2 separate regions of the Mus musculus genome follow, and region 2 is linked to region 1. A link is a contact called in public Hi-C data. All regions are on one chromosome and are shown on one strand. Each heading gives the region's core, a stretch centred on a gene start, on an enhancer-like site or on the middle of the called end of the contact. The rest is flanking DNA. Distances are from core to core; before and after follow the strand shown.

Region 1 (4,433 bases), core at 674-3,173:
AGGGAAAACAAAAAACAACAACAACAACAACAAAAAAAAAACAAACTTCCCTAACCTAAAGAAAGGGATACCCCTGAATATACCAGAAGCCTACAGAACCAATTGAACCAGAAAAGAAAATCCTCCTACCACATAATAGTCAAAACACTAAGTATACAGAACAAAGAAAGAATATTAAAAGCTACAAGGGGAAAAGGCCAACTAACATATAAAGGAAGACCTCCCAGAATTTTGATATCTCAAAAGGGACTCTAAAAGCCAGAAAATCTTGGACAGATGTCTTGCAGACCTAAAGAGACCACAGATGACAAGCTAGACTATAATACCAAGCAAAACTTCCAATTACCATAGATGGAGAAACCAAGATATTCCACAACAAAATCAAATTTAAACAATATCTTTCTACTAATTCAGTCCTACAGAGGATACTAGAAGGAAAACTCCAACACAAGGAGAATAACTACACCCAAGAAAACAAGGAATTAATCATCTCACAATCCCCCCACAAAAGAGAATTTCACACAGACAATTCTACCTCGAACAATATAACAGGAACTACTAATCATTGGTCATTAATATCTCTCACCATCAATGGACTCAATTCCTTAATAAAAAAAAAACACAGGCTAACAGACTGGATATGTAAACAAGATCCATAGTTCTGTTGCATACAAAAAATACACTTCAGCAACAAAGATAGACACTTATCTCAAAGTAAAGGGCTGGAAAAAGTTTTTCAAGAAAATGGTTCCAAGAAACACACTGGAGTAGCCATTGCTATATCTAATAAAATAGACTTTCAACCAAAAGTAATCAAAAGATATGGGGAAGGATACTTCACACCCGTCAAAGGAAAAATCCACCAAGAAGTCTCAATTCTGAACATCTATGTGGCTACCCATGCTAGTCCATGTTCTAGTAGTTGATCTCACACCTATGCATATATATGGACTCAGAGGTAAATGAGAGAGAGAAAGATGGAGGAGGAGGAGGAGGAAGAGGAGGAGGAGGAGGAGGAGGAGGAGGAGGAGGAGGAGGAGGAGGAGGAGGAGGAGGAGGAGGAGAACTACATAAAGCTGGGAGATTGAGGTAAAAGTGATGGAAGTGATAGAAGGGCAGTTTCAGGAGAAGGAATGCAGAGTAGATTTGTGAATTTTATTTGCCATGTTTTAGTTCAGGAGACTATGTTCTGTGGAAGCAAAGATCCTACAGAAGCATATTGTAAGCCTTTACGCAGACATGGGTGTTAAACATTCAAGAAACTTGTAGAATCAGCAATTGAACTTGAGGTGGGAAAACTTCACAACTTGGAGGATATTTATAAAGTAAAACCACCACGAAGAGAAATTGGTGAGTTTTTCTTCCTGTATATTTTCATGTAAGAAGGAGTTCAGGAGAGTGTCTCTGAATAGCATAGCCTCCCGAAGAGGTCAAACGTGGGGTCTATTCCTGTGGAAATACTTGCATGTATGGTTGAAATCTCTGACTAAATCTTTTGCAGAAATCCCTACTGCATAAGCACAGGAATTCATTTGTCTCCCTTTAGTCATTAACATTTACATTAATTAAATGAAGTACATCTGTCTGCTTTTCCTAGTTGATTTTATTCTGTGAGCTTCAGAAAGACAATGTGGCATGACTATTGCACATTAACCTCAGTAGTCTGCTAGAAGTTTCAGTGTGCCTTTGGCTATAGTAACACTTTCTTCCATGGTTAAAAGTTCCTCTAGGACTTTCAGTAGGGAGTTTTATGTTCTCCCCCACCAGGCAGCTGGCATATAGAGTTCTAATGCATCCCTCTGATGTGGTCCCAGAGTTTCCTAGTAGCAAAGGTTGAGAATCTAAGTTCTGTGGCCTTTAGGCACAGCGCTCCCACTCTGGCCTGTCACCATCTGGAGCTGCTCGTTTCCTCAGATGAGGTTGGAACTGAGCTGCTTCTCCTTTTTGGCCTTGATTTGCAGCTTCCTGGCCTAGGAATGCGTAGTTTTGAAATTAAGGACTGAACCGAAAGTTTCTGCCAAATGTCTCAGACCCCTGTACATTTGACAGCTGAAGAGCTTGAAATCAGTTTATTAAAGGAAATGATGGCTTAGAAAGGTGATTTATACAGAAAGGTTTGGGTTCAAGCTGGAAGCACATGAAGCACATGAAGGAAAGTGAATTTATCTTGCAAATGTGTATGTGGGTGCATGAGGTGTGTGGGGTGTGAGGGGTGTTGGCGGCATGTGTATACAGGGATGTGTGAGGATGTGTGTCAAATAGAAGTCAACGTCTGTATCTTTCTTAATGACTCTCCATCTTATTTTTCTCAGACAATATGCCCCAATGAACCTAGGCTTCATCAACTCAACTAGGCTGATAATGACTGAGCCACCTTTGCAAAGCCTCCATACAACTCAAATAATTTTAAAACATATATGTTGCTGGAAGAGTCTCTGAGATGGGGTGGAATTATCAGCCATGGGACATCAAAGTGATTTATCAAGTGATTTGAGGAAGATGAAGAAATGATGCATTTGTGTAAAAGAGCACAACATAATTAAAATACCCTCTACCAAAGCCTCTAATATTCTGAATAAGCTATGCTCATAGCTTTTAGCTTTAACATACATAACACTGAGAAGGAAGAAATAAAAGATTTTTGAGTTGTAAGTATTGTAAGCTAATACTTGCAGAAAGTCTAACAAAGAGAGACATTAGGGGGTAAGTAAATGACGGAAAATGACCTCTCCTTATAGAAAGAAGCATGAAATCCATCTGGAGCAGCTAAGTCAGCTTGAATCCGTGTCAGTGACTTCAAGTGCACTCAATCACTTTGTCAGCTGCTTAGCCTTGGCTGTTTAACTTGAATATTTAAAGAATGAAACAATTCATGTGTTTTCATTCTTTTATATCTCTGGCATTAAAATAAAGATCAAACTAAGAGTCCATGTGTCATGAGCCAGTTATTTCTGTTGCAAATCTCTTTTCTTAATTTACTGGGGGGGGGGAGAGACAAATTACAATTAAGTATGCTACCTACCTTATTCCATCAAGTTCTGGTTAGCAGACACATACTCTTATCGTACCAGAATATGTTCTGAAGCTTATAAATAGCCTGGCACAGTTGACAATTTGCTTTCAGATAATCTCATTACTATTTGTCACTGCTCTAAATCTTGACAAAATTAAAACCAACAATTTCTATTTGGTTCTACACATGAAGATCCAGTATACTTCATTATGATTACTTTGGGAGACTTTGAAGTTATAAACTATGTCTCCTATAAAATTCTTTTTTAAATGTTTTCAGTATCATCGAATATAAGAATATAATACACAATGTTTTGTTTTTATGAGTATTAGATATTTCTCTAACACAAGCTATTGTTCATGCTTTCCAAATCAACTTGTCTTGCTCCTCTTAACTGACTTATTCCCATTGGATTGTGTCATATTCTCCCTAAACAGATGTCTTTGTGGTCCTAGTTTTTTGTTGTAGAATAAGAAGTAAAGAAGAAAGAGTACATACCAATACTGGAAGCCACATGCCCTAGGCTGTGCTTCCACCAAGAACTGCTTCTGGTGCACAGTTGGCACATTGCCTAAGATGTAGGACAAGAAGAGGCTTGTGTGAAATGATGACGGGGTGCTTCTGCTGTGGCTGGTTTGATAGTAGGTTTAAATTGGCTTCCACAATAGTTCATGTCACTGGGGTGAGAGGACAAGAAGCACTGACACTTGTTTTTTATGCCATAGTTCAAAGAACTTGACTACGAAATAGCTCCAGAATGTGCGTTGTAACATTTAGTCACAATAAGGTCATTTACATTCCTCTCAAATGTTCCTTACTAAATCAGCGGATTCATGCTTCTTGAATGAGATGCACAGTTGAGCATCGAGATATGTTATTGATCCTTACAACAGAAGGCATATTCTGCTTAATCGTTGCCTAGTGAGTTGAGGTAAGGTTATCACTTTCAGAGCGATTTCATGAGCTCAGTAAGTTCACTACTTAGTCATTAATGATATATTGAAAAAGAAAATAAGACTATGACAAACTGAACAATTAGTAAAATATCATACGAATGGCTTGCTGATAAATAGATTTTAAAGAATGGATTTTTTTCCACCTCATACAAGCAGTTGAGGCCTAAGCCCTGGCACCTTGTGAAAGGACAAGAAAACAGAATCTGTGATTGTAATGAACACAGGGATGTGCTGAATGAGAGTGGTCCTGACTCAATATACTTGCTTCTTTGTATGAGGAGAAGCATTTGGACAAAGATATGAAAACAGAAACCAAGTAAGAGAGGACAATGATTGGGATTATGTTGTCATGGTCCAGGAAGAGTCGGGCCACCAGATGATGAAATGGCAAGGAAAGGTGGTCCCTAGAACCATGGGATTTGGGGAGACTATTCCATTATTTTGAGTTGGCTTTGGGCTTCTAG
Region 2 (4,433 bases), core at 1,215-3,714, 450 kb before region 1:
AACTTAAGCTCAGATTACATTTAATATTGAAAATTACAGAACCAGGTAGCATAAGCCCTCTGTGTTGGGGGGAGACCAAAATGCTGCTTCGTTCATCCATGGACAAATGTTCTCTACTTGCATCCTCATGAGGACTCACTACTTTTGAGGTAACCCCTGCTGCATTTGGACAGCATGGTCTGAGGGAAATTCCTTTTTTTGTTGAGCTTGATATTTTTCTCTCTTTTTGTGGTTGACATCTGAGATACCCATCTTCGTTTCTACTTTGAATCTCTGCAGGAGAGGCTCATTGCCCCTCGGTCTTCCAGGCAGGATGCCCATTCCCACTTCCTTCCCTTCCATTGTGGCATCCTCACTGCCAGCCTGAGAACCGATTCATTCATTAGTAGTCTGTTTCTAGTTCTTGTAACAGGAGTTGTTCATGTCTAGGTATGAGGCCTTCTCGCTGCTCTCCCTGTGATTACTTCTGAAGTTAGAACCTCAAAAACCTCAAAACACTCTTGAGTATGGAGTGGGCATATAAAATGTCCCAAGGAGATTGCGGTGTACAGTTTTCAAGTTTTCAATATTAATTCTCCTCCGACACATTTACGTTTATGTGGCTGGTGTTCTAGACATCTTACCAGCATAGGGTGCTTATCTTTGTCTTCTCCAAAGGAACACTTATTTTAAGTCTTGTTTCTGGGTGTAATGTGTTCACTCTCCTCTTTGACTTCACACATCCTCTGTGCTTTGTAAATGGACCTTTCCTACCATCATCAAAGCATAAACGACCAAAAAGACATGAATGAGATCCCTCGAATTGTCCTTGAAATACCATTTTCAACGTCCATCTTTTAACTGGGATGCCTCATGGTTATCCAATCACTTACATTTTACCTGATTGTAGAAACACTGAACCATTTTCCCATTTTTCTTAAATAACATTACAAACCATATTGATAAAACTCTTGATGGAAAATCCACAGAATAACCGTCTTTATCAAAGCAAAGAAGTAAAGATAATTCTGTACAACTGCAAATCTCCAGGGCATCCAGATACTCATGTCTAGTTGGCCATTTTTAGAAGTCTCCAATCACCTGTCCTGGAACTTGTTATACAAAGCACCATTTCTAAAGTAGACCTTTGTGGGGAGTTGTTCTAGTAGCATGGAGGGTGAGGGTGGTGAAGACACAATGAGTTATCTGGGAAGAAGACTTTGGAGACCAGCACCAGAGTGCAGATCTAGGTTAATTCAGGATTTCACTGGCATATGTATACATACTTCATTCAGTCAGCTATAGTCCAATAATCTTGAATGGTGTGCAACTGTGTAATGTGAGGGTGTACGTGAGGAACAGCATGTCCTAGCAGTGTGTTTGTGGACAGAGGGCAGGAAGCAGGCAATGCCCTGGGCTTGGCACCATTTTGTGTGTCTCTGGTATGTCGGACCCCATTATGTGTCATGTACTTCTGGAGACTCAGGTCTGCTCAAGCAGCTGGAGGAACCGGTTGTGCTTCTCACATCTTCTGTCTTTTAGAGACACCATCTGGACAGAGACTGTGCCCTCAGACCCTGCTGAGGTTGAAAACAAAACAAAAGAACCCCAAGCCCCAATTCTCCCAGCGTTTCCTTCTTTGTCCCCACCAAACTATCATTGAGTCACATTTTGAGAACTCTTGCTTGCCCAAGCTGCACTTTTTCTACTAGGAAATGCAGTTAATGTGAAGCCATTTGATGATCTTAAGAGTCCCTAGAGGATGTGGGGTTGCTCCCCACTCCAGGCCCAGCCAAATCAGACCCTTGACTGTATTGACGAAATGTCTCTCTCCTCTTATCTTGTTGGTTTAAGATAAGCTGATACAGAATTGGATCTACATTTTTCAATGCTGTTAAAATTGGTTCTAAGTCGGGGAACATGTTACCCTTTTACCACCCAGAGGCAAACAAGTTCCAGAAGAGGAGCAAGCCAGTGGTTGACGTTGTGCTCCTCAGTATTCTAGTACTTGGCTTTCAGTATCAAGGTGCAGCAAGCCGCTGGCACTCCATCCATGGCTTCTGTCTTCTAGGAAGGAATAAGACATTTTCTATGGAGATAATGTCATCCACTTTGTCTAGAACTTCACAAGATGGCAGTAAGAGAACAAATCATACAATATTTGAGCAGGTTAGTTTTTCACGCTAGTGAAATTGATTTAGATTACTTAGGATAAGAACAGCTACTTGGTGATGCAGACTCATCTCTCCCATGACTGAAAGAGGCTAAGTAGGCATTCTCCTCTCCTCTCTTCTCCTCTCCTCTCCCCTCTCTTACCCTCCCTTCTCCTCCCTTTCTTCTCTTTCTTAAGAATGTCTCATGTAGCTCAGTCTGCCTCCAACTTTCCATGTAGCCAAAGATGCTCTTTGACTTTTGATCTTCTTGCCTTTACCTCTCAAGTGCTGGGATTAAAGGGGATCAAGCTCAGGGTGTTGTGCATTCCAGGCAAACATTCTACTCACCGAGCTATAGCCCCAGCCCACAGGCATTCTTTCCTTATATCCTTTGGTCTTGTATTTGCCCTAAGGAATAAATCTCCTGTTTTTGACCATTGTTTTTGCTGCAAAAACTACGAATAAAGCCGCTCTACTGACTATAAAAATGTAGAGATGTTTCATCTGGAAATTAGTCTTGTTAGCCTACTTTTCTGTTTGTTTTTGTTCCTGTGGTCTGTGTATCCACAGAGCATTCTTCAGCTTCCTCATTTCCCTGCTCCTCTCTAGAGATTGCTAGTTACTCAGTCAGAACAGCCTTTTCTCTGCCTTGCAACCAGAATGAGTCACACTCACTTCCAGATTCTTGAATCATAGGGTTATGAATCTTTTACTTCTTGAAAAATCTTCTCCTGTAAGTTTTCAAGAGGGAGCATTTAGTAAGCAATTTTCTTTCCTGCTAGGTCCTTGCCCTGTTCCCAAGCCATGTGATTTGTCTAGAACGTTGCCTTTTCTTTTCTAATGTTGGGTGCATGACTCCAGTTCACCTCTTCTGTTTTCATCTCCTGTCTAGTGTTGCTTCAAGGATAGTAAACAACTCAACCAAACTCTTTTACTGAGACTGTTGCCAGGGGCATTGCAGATCTTTCCCACCCCCACATACAGGGGGAGGGAGGATAGGGAGTAGATGACCTCATAGGTGGCAAAAGAGTTATAGAGCAGGTGGGGTGAAAGCATTCTTAAGCAAAGCCTTCCAGTGTCTGCTTACTAGTGCTGCTGAAAGAGGCTGAGCTCTGAGTAGACATCCCAGGAAAGGATTAGACTCCAGGAGAACTAATCTCAAGATTTCTCTGCTTCTTTTCCTCATCTCAGTCCATAAACAACCCAGAGAAAATGGATCAGAACATGACTGCACTTCTGGGAAAGGGAACAGCAGAATGGGACATGGATCAATTAGTTTGAGAGGAGTATGAGGAACGGCATGTTTATAATATTTGGAAGGAAGTTAACATCAGTTAGTAATTTCTCTGTTCCCCAGAACGTGATCTTTGAACAACTCTGAAGGCAACCAGTTCTCCAAGATTAGTAAGGACCCTGATCTAATTAATCTAAAGTTAATTATTATTTAATTTACATGGCAAAGGAAAGGAGGAGGAATTTTACACTTGCCACTCGTGGTAGGTGTATATATGTTCTGTTCTGTTTCACCCTACACAGAATTTGTAATAAAGAAAGAAGAGATGCATTTTCAAAGCTACAACTGTGTAAGGGCTATGGAAATATAAAGAAACTGGAACAAAGTCCCTATTGTATAGGAAATATTCAGGGAAAACCAGTTAACTGTGGCTGTTGTTGATAATGCTGTTCACACGCCTGCTGGGGGAAGCACTTGCAGAGGACTGAGGCTAGTCAGGGTATGCACAATGGCTGGGCAGGGTGCTCAAAGACTGGTTCTGAGTGCACAGGGCTTGGGGTTGGGAGCAGTGTCTAGTCTGGGTGCAGTGTCTGGTCTGGGTGGAAAATGGCTGGGTCTGCATGCACAGTACCTGGGTCTGGGTGCATAGGATGTAGTCAGGGTGCACAGTGGTTGGTCTGGGTGTATAATGTCTAGTTTGGGTGTACAATGGCAGGGTCTGGATGCATAGTGTCTAATCTGGGTGCACAATGTCTAGTCTGGGTGCACAGTGGCTAGTCAGGACGGACAGTAGTTGATTAGCATGCACAGTATCTAGTCAAGGTTTACAGGGACTTGTTGGGCTACACAGTGACCATTGTGTTCTGACTGAGAGAAATAGAGAAATTCATAATTGTCCTCAAAGATAGGTAAGACACTTGAGAATCTTAAATCTGGGATCACAGTAACTCAGAATCTTAGCATGGTGCTTAGGTCGTGTTTCAGAGGGAGCCCTTGATGTCCACTAGAGTGAGAGACTCATGGCCTCAGGGCCACTTTGGCTACTCTAGGATAAGAGAACGACTAGT

Evidence for each region. Hi-C and Micro-C count contacts between places; a contact is called where the count stands out from the background.
Region 2: a contact with region 1 is called in a Hi-C map of bone marrow-derived macrophages, with 16 read pairs. The contact joins two enhancer-like sites. A contact is called at or near these places in 1 of 15 datasets of contacts at CTCF or cohesin (the NIH/3T3 cell line), 1 of 484 Hi-C or Micro-C datasets (bone marrow-derived macrophages) and 1 of 115 datasets of contacts at active chromatin or transcription factors (embryonic fibroblasts).

The regions. Positions count from the first base shown.
Region 1 is chr12:35,381,896-35,386,328 of GRCm38.p6, reverse strand. No RefSeq gene overlaps it. Among named protein-coding and RNA genes, the nearest start is that of Gm26071, 57 kb to the left of the region's middle. Within about 2 kb of position 1,923, at least 13 of the 459 cell types and tissues checked have an H3K27ac peak or open chromatin away from gene starts, as enhancers often do. A contact at or near this core is called in bone marrow-derived macrophages, where this site is marked.
Region 2 is chr12:35,831,827-35,836,259 of GRCm38.p6, reverse strand. No RefSeq gene overlaps it. Among named protein-coding and RNA genes, the nearest start is that of Gm40388, 87 kb to the right of the region's middle. Within about 2 kb of position 2,464, at least 100 of the 459 cell types and tissues checked have an H3K27ac peak or open chromatin away from gene starts, as enhancers often do. A contact at or near this core is called in bone marrow-derived macrophages, where this site is marked.